2 separate regions of the Zea mays genome follow, and region 2 is linked to region 1. Evidence: chromatin contacts called from public Hi-C data. All regions are on one chromosome and are shown on one strand. The core of a region is the stretch at or near the end of the contact, and the rest is flanking DNA. Distances in the headings are between cores, read along the strand shown.

The links. A called contact is a pair of places that touch in the nucleus more often than the background predicts.
Region 2: a Hi-C map of tassel shows a contact between it and region 1, with 2.2 times the contacts expected there. The contact joins the promoter of LOC100276554 here to the promoter of LOC732803 in region 1. A contact is called at or near these places in 2 of 25 Hi-C or Micro-C datasets (ear and tassel).

The regions. Positions count from the first base shown.
Region 1 is chr10:85,898,299-85,904,142 of Zm-B73-REFERENCE-NAM-5.0, forward strand. LOC732803 (orange pericarp 2) reads right to left here and starts at 2,168. Exons shown (of 5, transcript NM_001397132.1): 1 at 1,794-2,168; 2 at 1,068-1,424; 3 at 491-933; 4 at 305-399. The coding sequence starts at 2,162. It overlaps LOC103641333 (zinc finger CCCH domain-containing protein 55), which reads right to left. Exons shown (of 5, transcript XM_023301210.2): 4 at 4,952-5,844; 5 at 4,393-4,849. The coding sequence ends at 4,820.
Region 2 is chr10:86,879,683-86,885,526 of Zm-B73-REFERENCE-NAM-5.0, forward strand. It overlaps LOC100276554, which reads left to right and starts at 3,474. Exons shown (of 4, transcript NM_001150315.3): 1 at 3,474-3,686; 2 at 4,915-5,579. The coding sequence starts at 5,069. LOC103641341 (a long non-coding RNA gene) reads left to right here and starts at 613. Exons shown (of 4, transcript XR_560258.2): 1 at 613-685; 2 at 1,284-1,413; 3 at 1,510-1,661; 4 at 1,775-1,812.

The DNA.
Region 1 (5,844 bases), core at 918-3,417:
ATTGTGTTTGGTTATTAAAAAAAATTCGCATGCCAGCATTAGCTCAGGAATAAGGCATATCTTAAACATTTGGCTTATCTACCGAGGAAAATCTAGGAGGCTAGGACTACATTATTGGCATCACAATATCCTGAACAGCTACATCAACTGAATATATATAACACCCAGTCATTTAAAGATAAGTCAAGATGTTGAAAGCTGATACCAACACTAACAGCATTTTGTAGGTTCATTGGAAATCAACTTCGTCAAAAAGAAAAATAGTTCAACCAATAACAGACAATGGAAAGAGAGCGAGACATACCATCCAGTGCCTCCTGGTCAGTCACACTATCGTATTCGGCACGTCCAATGTCCTTCAAGAAACTGTGCTCGGGTCCAACGCCAGGGTAATCGAGCCTATGATTCAAAAAAATAATGGACAATTAGTTAGCTCACATAGTACACAACAAATATAGTCTTGTGGAGCGTAAACAGAAAGAAAACTCACCCAGCACTGATGGAGTGGGGTTCGATAACTTGTCCGTCATCATCCTGCAGCAAATAGCTCATGGATCCATGGAGAACTCCGACTTGGCCCTTTGTCAAAGTCGCCGCATGCTTGTCGGTGTCTACGCCATGGCCAGCTGCCTCCACTCCAACCAGCCTCACATCTTGATCCTCAACAAACTCATGGAATAAGCCCATGGCGTTTGATCCGCCGCCGACGCAGGCAACCAATACGTCCGGCTTGCCACCCCACTTGTCCATGGCCTGCCTCCGGGTTTCCTTGCCAATAACCTTATGGAACTCCCTCACCATCATCGGGTACGGGTGCGGACCGGCAACAGAGCCCAAGATATAGTGTGTGGTCTCCACATTTGTGACCCAGTCACGGATAGCCTCTGAAGTTGCATCCTTCAGGGTTGCTGTCCCAGAATGTACCGCCCTGACCTGTTCCAGCAAAAAGGAAACAATATACCATAAGAAAAACATTAAGGGAAGTATAACAAATTCTTTTTTTTTCCTTCCCTGAAGAACAAGTGCAGATACAGACTCAATCTAACAAACAGATGCCTCCGCTGTACCTCTGCACCAAGAAGCCTCATCCGGAAAACATTGAGCGCCTGCCTCTCCATATCCTGTGCGCCCATGTAGATGATGCACTGCAGCCCGAAACGGGCGCACACGGTGGCGGTGGCGACGCCGTGCTGACCAGCCCCTGTCTCGGCAATGATGCGCTGCTTCCCAAGTCGCTTGGCAAGCAAGGCCTGCGCCACGGCATTGTTGATCTTGTGGGCACCCGTGTGGTTAAGGTCCTCCCTCTTGAGGTAGATGAGCGGGCCTGTGCCATCGGCGCGCTTGTAGTGCTCCGTTAGGCGCTCCGCGAAGTATAGGGGGCTCTCACGTCCAACGTAGTCCTTGAGAATACCGTCCAGTTCTTTCTGTGAAAAAAAAGCATGTCAGACATAAGTGCAAGGATGTAAACATTTCTCGTGATTCATATTCAGGGATCACCGCATGTTGATCATAATTCTTCCTCGTGATCCAACAAGGATCACGGCATCATTTTTGTGTCAAGCTTCCTGTCCTGTCCTAGACTACAGAAAAGTGAGGCAGACTACTCAGGGAAGGGAACACAAGAACGGAATCAACAACCTAGCCCATAAGATGTGACATCTCGTACCTACGAAAAGTAGGCATCTGTACAAAAAAAAACTAGGCATCCAAATCCCCGCTAATACTGAGTCAACTATAAGCCGGAGACATGGGACATAGCCACATAGGAGAGGCAGCGGTAGCGGTAGCGCTACCTGGAACTCGTCGTCGGTGGCGAGCGCGTGGAAGGCGCTCTCGAGCTCGGTGAGCGCGTGCATGAGCGTCTCGGGGACGTACTTGCCGCCGAACCTCCCGAACCTGCCCATGGCGTCGGGCCTCTGCAGCCCCGGCGCCGCGGCGCCGTTCCCCATCTCCACCGCGGCGGGGGAGGCCGCCTCCGCGGCGACCGCCTTGGCCGGCTGCATTGCGGCCGCGGCCACGGCGGCGGCGGCCCTTCGGGGGCGGGCGGAGGAGGTCCTGGACGACGCCACCCGCAAAACCGCGCGCTGCTGGGCCGGCGCGGCGGGTCCTGGTGCGGCGGCGCGGGTAGGGCTGCGAATGGCGGCGGCGGCGGTGGTGGCCATGAGAATAATAAATCGACGAGGGGAAGGGGATAGATAGGCTGTGGGGGCAGGGGCTCTGCGTGCGCTGCTGCGTGGAGTGGTCTGGGTGCGGGTACTCGCTGGGCGGGTATATAAACTGGTGGCGCTAGGACTTCTGGCAGGAATGGTTGGTGGCTCCACCGGATCTTCCTAGACCAGGTGCATGGACCTGGACTCTGCTCCCGTGCCGCCTCGCCAAGGCTGGTGCTGGTGGGCCGGGCGCGGGGAGGGGAGGGGAGGGGAGGGGAGAGCGGGGTCGACGGATCGCTCAGGGCCAGGCAGCGTGAGAGGGCAGCCGCTCGTAGCTTGGCCTTGCTTTGTTTCCTCGAGTCGAGACGAGCTGGTTTTGCGGCGGGTCCAAGCTTTCCAGGGGCATTTTGGGGACGGTTTTATTAGTGCGCACCGTCCACGATGGCACGATCAACTGTGAGACGTGGAGCGCCCTGCGCCTTCTCTCTCTAGAAAAAGATAAACAGAAAACAAACCACAACAAGATTCAAATAAAGAGTAAAAAAATATAATAACCAATTAATACTAAGGCATGTCTGGGAATAATAGTTACCTGCTTCAAAAATTGCTAGTGAAATTAGCTAATTTTAGCTAGGTTGAACAAACTAATATATAGTTGAGGGTGCACCCAATAGGTAGTTAAACTATTAGGATGCTTGCACGTCTCCATCTAAGAACAGTTAACAACTGAACTACTAGCTAGTCTGTTTAAATATCTCTAGCTAATTTTAACCACTAAATATTAGTTATATCGCACTCAAAAAGAGCCTAAGCTTCAATCCTGTCCGAAACTTCAATCTCAACTTAGTAAGGACCTACATACCGACATTTCTAAGATCTAGCAATTGTTTCTTTATGTTCGATCTTTCATCTTCTTTACATAGTAGTTACCATAGACACAAATCCAACACTAGGATGGAAAGATACACTTATTCGGGTATCTGTTTTTTTTTTGTCTTTTTGTCTTTGATTGTGAATAATTATGATATAGAATCAGCCATGCAAATTCATGCTCTAGTTTTTAACATTAAGTTTATAAAGATTCACAAAAGATAGATCTAAAATTTATCATATATCTTCTTAAATAGTAGATATAAAATTCGGATATGTATATAGATATTTTTTCGCCTTTTTGCTGTAATAAGGAGCAAATAATACATAAAAAAGTTATGTGAAATTTTATTCTTATTTATAACACTGTGCTTGATAGTATAAGAAAAGAATGTATAATTTGTCCTAACAGTTCGGATACAGTTTTCATCCCTGTCCACCACGTTGCTCTTAGAACCGCCTTGAAAAGGTTGTTAGATTTGGCTTTGTTGAATACAGTACCATTTTTTGTTTAATCTTGATAAAAATCGATCTTTAGATTTAGGCCAAAAATCCAAAAGCCAAGAACGATGCATATAGCAGAAAGCCAGAAAGTAATATGCGCAGTGTATTAGAAATAAAATATATATATCAGAACGTGAACCAAAGAAAAGGTGGCGCATGGTCCGTGTAGCTAGTTTCCTGGCAGCAACGGATCTGATCGCATTGGAGGAGGAAGGCGCGCGCAGCGGTTCTTCCACGGCACCCGGACTGGACGCCGCTGCTAGTTACGGTCCCCCGATGGTGTTTGTTAGTTTGGGTTGGTGACGCTTACGGCTGACTCGTTTGACTTTAATTTATACTGGTTTCTACTGTTTATAGTGTTTGTCTCTATAGATTGTACCTACTTCAGTCCAAATAGCTGACTTTGACTTTAATTCGTACATATTTCTACTATTTTATACAGTGTTTGTTTATATTAATTATAGTTACAACAGTTTAAACAGCTGGCTTTAATACCAAAGGAACAACCCCGGAGTTGCAGCGCCGTTGTGCCTACGCCGTACGCCCCAATCAGGCAGAGAAAGCCAAGTTTTTACTTGGTTTGGTTCCACATACTTTAATTCGTACCAGTTTCTACTGGTTATATAATATTTTTTTATGGATTATAGTTGCAGTAGTTCAAATAGCTGTCTTTGATTCGAAGCGAACAATCCGGCAGATGCAGCGCCGTTGTGCCTACGCCGCTCGACCAATCTGTGTTGGCCGGCTAGTCGTCGGCACAACCACAGAATCAGGCAGAGAAAGCCAAGTTCTTACTTGGTTTGGTTCCACATGCTTTCCACCTACTACTCATAGATAGACGATAAAACACGCTGCTGCACACCATGCATGAGGAACGATGAGCAAGCAACTCACTTCTCATCAAGAGGGACACCGTGCGTTCCTTGACTGGTCTGGTCCTCCGATCAACAATACTATAACACTAGCACGTCGATGGGCACCACACCATGCATGCCTCCTATATAGTCTATCCATAAAAAATGATCCACGCCATGCATGATTCCGCTACACCATGTTCTAAATCCCAGAATAAAACAATTCTACAAAAGTTACAGCCAGATGTTGGAACGGCGCCATTTGCCCACAAACCACACGCTAAACTCTCTGAAACTGCAGACAAGCCCAGGCACCCCCCCCCCCCAACCTCGCGCGCCTTCACAAATCCTAAACCTCTGAGCACGGATGCACGCGGTGCTTTCCATCCTTCCGACCTCGGGGCACAAAATGGGCGTCAGTGTGTTCTTGGCCAAACGCTACTACGCCTTGGCGTACTTGCCAACATACGCCTGCGCAGCAACGCAACACAGGGAGGAGAACGAGGTCAGACAGAGCAGAGCGCACGAACGGAGAAAGATAACCAAAAGAAAGAGAGAAAAAAAAAGACTCACCTGCACGAGCTTGTTCAGTTTCTCCTTGGAGTAGGTCATGTAGACGTCGATCTTCTCCTTGGTCGGAGGGGTGTTCTCCACGGTGCTCGTCACCTTGTCCACGACCTTCTTCACGATGGTCTTGTGGACCTCCCTGCTCATCTGCCCGTCTTTCCACGTCGGCTTCAGCGCCTCCTTCACGAAGTCCGCGAGCGCAACCTTGAACATCTTCAGCTGCTTGGAGTCCTTGCCCTTCTTACCCTTGTCGCCGTCTTCCTGTGCCTCTGCTTCGGCATTTCTCCTCTCCGCGTCGCCATTTTTCTTTTCTGCGTCTGCATTTTTCTTCTCTCCTTTCTTGCTCTCTGGAGGCGCGGTTTCCTTCGCCGCCACGGTGGCGGGACCAACCGATGCGCCTGCGTTAGGTATGAGCATAGAGTTGCCATTACTGCCACCAACGGCGATCAGCGTCTGGAAGCTCTGGGGAGCCTGTTGTTGTTGCTGCCTCTGGGGAGCCTGTTGTTGCTGCTGCTGCTGCTGAGGTGGAACAGGGAGACCGGGTTGGACTATCCCTGTCTGTTGCTGCGCCCAGGGCCACGGATTGGGTTGGACAGGTGGTGGTACCACAGGTGGAGTGGCCATCAGGCTTGCATTCATATTCGGCTGCGACGGTTGTAATCCAACCGTACCAGCGCCGAAAGCAGTATTTCCAAAGTATTGTGCCAGGGATGCAGTAACTCGGCTAACTTCTTCGCTTTTCACAGCGTTGTGAGGAACAGGAACTCCGGCCATATCAGCTGAGCTGGAAGCCGGCACAAGGGGTAACCCCTGCAAGGATTGGCTTTGCACGTTTGGAGACATTGGCTGCATCTCCATGTTGTGTATGCTTTGAGGACCACTGTCTTGACCCAACCTTG
Region 2 (5,844 bases), core at 2,224-4,723, 980 kb after region 1:
CTACAAGCTCACATGCTTTGAAAATATAGAAGATAGCATTGACAATAGAACTTACTTGATTGGTAAGAAACATTTTGATAAATTAAAATACACTCACTTAGGTTACAAGGATATACACATCGTTTACAAGTAAATAATTTACTTATCCAATAATGTAGATGTCCTTGGAATGTTGACACAAATTAATCCTCCACATCCAGTTGGCTATAACAACTCAACCATCATCAGAGACATCTTCATCAAAAATACAAGGTACAAAATTCTCCTTTATGTATTACTACTGCAATCTTGCCACATAGAATGTGTGACAAGCACTATGAAATCTTTGCACCACTAATCCTTATATCAGATTGTGTATTCATACTAGCTATATTGTTCTTATTTCTTCAGTGACATGTCTCTGAAAATTACTCTCTGGGGAAATCAAGCATCAAGCTTTTCTATCAGTGATGTTTACAATCAAAGCAACAAACAGCCTATTGTCATACTGCTCGTTGGATTTCTTGCTAAACGATTCAAAGGTTGTGATCCAAACTTTTGAAAAGAACAATTGGATTATTTATTTCAATATGTATGATAACACATATTCTACATGTAATGTAGGTCAACCATACCTAAGCAGTACTGCAGCAAGTTCATGGTACTTCAATCCTGTAATTCCTGAGGCACAGACCTACTACAACAGGTAAACAAAATAAATTTTGGATACACTTCCTTCAATACGTGCGAATGATTCTATTTAATCTGGTTCTCTTTAATCTATATGCCCACATTTAACTGGTTCTCTTTAATCTAGTTCTCTTGAAGCAACATAAATCTGATTCTCTTTAATTTTATGCCCACATTTGTCTAATAGTTTAATAAGCTACAATCTACTACACTACCAGTACTAATATTTAAACTGAAATTGTAGATAAACATTTTTTTATCATTACCTCTTTATATATTACATTCAAACCAGTTTGGTCTCCCTTTTCAGACAATATTCAATGCTTACAATTATTTTTTAACTAAAACTAACCCACAGTTTCATTTTTTTTCTCTATAAAAAAACAAAGACAGTGCAAAAGAAAAAATCATCGCTGCCTATAATCAGTGTATACAAAAAAATATTTTTAAAGTAATGTTATGACTGGTTGTATTTCTTAGACACTCTTTCAGTTAAAAAAATTATACATGCTATCCTCTTTTTTCTAAAGCGGGTTACAAGACATCCTATTGTCTTTATTTTTTAAAAATAAAAATATTGTTCATACTGATAACAATTGTGACATCATTTGAAGGTTGCAAAACAATGACCTCCAGCTAATACAACCCACAGCAGCCGAAGAAGAAATTCTGCTTTCTCAACCACCAAATTTGGAACAAAAGACTGTTGAAGAGCTGCTCAACATAGATCCAGACATGTTTCCCGTATTTACAACTAAATCCTCATATGTTTCACTTATTTAATACATCGACAATATGCTTATCTAACTTGGTACATTTTTTCTCTCTTTTATATTGCAGCCAGAAGGCTACAGATGCACTGTTACTATCTCACGCATTGTGCAAAATAGCAAATGGTGGTACCCATCTTGCTCAAGGTGCCACAAATCTTCATCTCAAACTTCAACTGGATATCACTGCACATCATGTGGCTGCACAGATATTAACTTTAGGTAAATCTTAACACACACACCTGATTTACTACCATTTATTCCATCTTAATAAAGTCTTATCTTTACTACAAACTTAATTGCTGCTTTGAAATACTCATAATTTGAATTGACAGATACAAGCTCAGCTTCATTGCTACTGATGGGACATGTGAGGCAGAGTTCTTTTGTTTTGATAACATAGCCAGAAAAATAGTAGGAAAACCTTGTGACAACCTTGTTACAGCAGTTGCAACTTCTCAGGGTCCCCCAGCAGCCCTAGCCGCTATTGTGTGTCTGAAATTTACCCTTGCAGTTACCATCAATATGTCAGCCTACTCAGTCACAAATAGAGTATTCTCTATTCTGTCTATTTTAACAAACCATGGAAGACAGGCCTTAATACCATCTAACATGCCTAGCCATCCTCAGCAAGAGTTGGATACACAGGATGAAATACCTAGCCTTACAACCACACAAGACTCTCCAGCAACATCAATGGCGAAACTATCTACCTGTAGCAACGAAAGAAACGAGGTACAAAACTTCTTATTTTTCTTGCCATGCAAAATCTATTATAAATGTATCATTCTTTCATGCATACAACTTGATGAAGTCTATTCAACAGGCACGACGTGTTCTAATATATTCAGATATGTCACATGACATAGAGGTACCTTTAGTACTACTAAATACTTACTTTCCATACACTTACAAAGTTACATATCCATTACATTTTAATACCAGATATAAATTAATACAATCAATACCCACAGAATAAATAAACCAGGACAAAATGAGTTTCCACTTTGTTATATGAAAGTACATTCATAAAATTTATGCACTTAATCACAGGGTGATGCCCAGCGCATAAGTGAACTCAGCAATGAAGAGTTATCGTCGCCACCGAAAAGGTATGTATTAAAAAAATAGTTGGACATAATAACAGTAGCAACAACATCATTCTTTTAAATGCTAGATCTTATTTTCCACGCTAATACAACATTCATGATATTATATAGAATGAAACATGGCCACAGTAGCAAAGGAATACCAGATCTTACAGACCCCAAAGAGAAGAGCTCCTAGATCATAATCAACTTCATGAAGGTATAACACCATGTGCAAAACTTATTCATATATCGCAAATATATTTATACACAGTCAACATAATGTATTCCACTTACCCTTTTACGCAGCAACATTAGTACAACTCTAATGCTTTTTCCTCCTTTGTATACAGGTATTTACTTATTGGGCACCTATCAAGAGCACTATCACTTTTGGACAATGAATGCTTCTCTATAAATATGAACCCTATCAAGAGCATCATCACTTTTGGACCATGAATACTTCCCTCTCTCTCTCTCTCTATATATATGAACCTACTATTAGACTATTTGTGGATCTGTACATATTTACTTAACACCTAGAAGCACATTGTTGCTAAGTGTTGATGTATGATGCTTGAATACTACTTAGTATATATTGTAGTCTAATTTCACTCTACAACTGGTATCAACTATTAGGGGAAAACAATATTATCTACTTATATTTTGATTTCTTGCATACATATTGTATACTCATATCATGTTTAAATTTGTTTTACATATCTGGGTACTCACAAAATCGTTAAGCTATATATGATGACGCGCGCCCAGGCGCGGGCTAAACACTAGTTATTATTATTCGTAGTCCATTTGGCGATCCGACGGCCGGCAGAGCAAAGCAAGCAAAAAGGGGAAAAACTGTTCCGCCGGGCCGACGACGGCCGGGGCCGGCGATGGATCCTGCGCGAGGAGCGGAATTAAATAGCGCGTGACCCCCGAGGCGGGCAAATCTGGATGCTTCCTTCCGTTTCCACCTCAACCCGTCCCACCGCTCCCAGTCCCGGGACGTACGGTGACCCCACACCACACCACCACAACCCCTCCGTCCTCTTCGCGGCTGCGGTGCGGCCCCGGGAGTTCCTTGATTCGGCGGGCATCGCCATGGGAGGGCGTCGCTGGCTAGCTGTGGTAACCTGACCTCGCCGCTGCAGCTCTGTAGGTAGGTACAGGGTGGGCTCTCACGACCCTCCTGGCCTCCCCCCCCTCTCTCTCTCTCTCTCTCTCTCTCTCTCTCTCTCTCTCTCTCTCTGTCCGGATTTCTCCGCCGCTCTCTGCTCATGTGCCATGCCGAGGCGGAAAATTTGTGATTTTTGAGGGAATTAGGCGGGTTCGAGAGGGATTTTTTGTTTATTTCCTGTTCTACGTACCAAGGCGGGTGCGCCAGTGTGCCGAAAAGCTTCGGCTTTGATGGAATCCCGGTGCTCCCGCGAGCTCTCCCCCTTAACCGCTAGGATCATCATCCATCTATGCACCCAAGGCTTCTCCTCCGCCGCGTCCCCCCCTCCCCCGCCTCTCCAACCGCCCTCCGCCAAGTTCGCGTGGATGTGGATGTGGATGGGGAGTCGGCGGGCTGCTCTCCTTTTCCGCGCCTGCGCGCTTGTCTCTTCCCTTGTCGGATTATCGGGACCGGATAAGCTCGGCGAAGACCGTACCTACTGCCTAGCCTTGTTCTACACCGCGTGTCCTCTTCCATCTTCCCCCTCGCCGCTCGAGCTGCCAACTGTCCAGCAAATTCGACAAAATTCGTTCGCTTCTGCTTCTGTTTGGTCACCTAACCACTTCCTTCGGCTGCCAAAACGAGGTTCTTGTTTGTTTGATTGTTTCCATTTCATTAGCTTTGGCGTACAACGAAAAGAGAATGGGTTAGTTGGGTTTTCAGTGGTGCCACAAGCGAAAAGATGTTGCCAGTGCTTATCAATAAACAATGCCAGCTGCTTGGCTTTTGCTGAACATTTTTTTGCTTACAAATAAATAAATACTAGATGAGTAGAGAGCAAGCGGAGAACAAGGGGAGCGAGACGCCGCCTTGCCAAGTGTAAGCAACCGAGGGGAGAACGAGGGTGCGGCCGTGGCTTGTGGCGTTCGATCAGGATAAAAAGGTTGCCAACTTCGCGTGTTTCCCTCCTGCGTTTCCTGCTTAATTTAACTTAGGCAGCCCGGTTTCTCGCTTTGTGCCACCTCTTCTATCTCTTGTTACATGTGTGGCTTTCTTGTCATGGTTAGTTAGGCTTTCTCGGAACCGGTCCGGTATGTTGGTTTGGCAATTCGGGTAGACAAGTTTGAAAATGTTTCTTGTTTGATCCATTTCTGTGGCTGCACCTGTGTCCTGGTTTAGACTTTTGACTGACTGAGTAACCTAATTTTTTGCCTAACTTTTTCCTCTGCAGGTAGCTAGTATTCCAGAGGTGATTTCTCCTCTCCTGATCGACAGAGGGCAAATCTGGTTCGTGACCCCCCAGTATCATATCAGAGAGGGCCACGGTTTTGCTTATCAATGTGTTAGGAGTTAGGACCAAGTACTGGAGCTATTTCGTGGTTCCGATGGAGTCTAAGTGTGTGAACGACCAGGACACCTTGATCGACCTGGAGAGTGGCAACGGCACTGCAGTGATCAACCATAGCAACGACCTGGAGAGTGGTTGCGTGTGTGCGTGCGCCAACGGATGTCCGAGGGATGACAGGAACAACCAGCACATGGACTGCTCTTCACCGGCTTCGGACGCCGTTGCTAGAAGTGGAGACGACAGGAAGTCCGAGGGGGAGGAGAAGCTGGGCCTGGGCCTTCTGGACAGCTCGGGAGGGGACAAGGCGAAGAAGAAGCGGTCGAAGAAGAAGCCGCCGCGGCCGCCGAGGCCGCTGACGCCTACGCCGCTGGACGTCTCTGACCAGAAGCTCCTCAACGAGCTGAGCGAGCTTGCCGTGCTGAAGCGGGCGAGGGTCGAGCGGATGAAGGCCTTGAAGAAGATGAAGAACGCCAAGCAAGGGTTCTCGGGTGGCAATCTGTGCCCCCTGATCGTCACCGTTATCTTCTGCGTCGTCATTCTCTGGCAAGGTATATAGATCCCGTTCACTGTTAGTGGTCTGATGTGCTGTGTCTGTATGGAACAACCAAAGTTTAAGCCTCTTGAATAAAAGATTTGACTCACACCCCCAACAACTCAAATGGTTGAATTGAAGCTTTCTGGGGTCGGCTATATTGATAACTGCCATTTTTTTTTTGGTTCGATTCACAAGTCGATATATGCTTGGATAATACGTACTCAACATGGAGATAGTTTAAGATATGATCAACAATAAAGCTAATTCAGCAAAGGAAG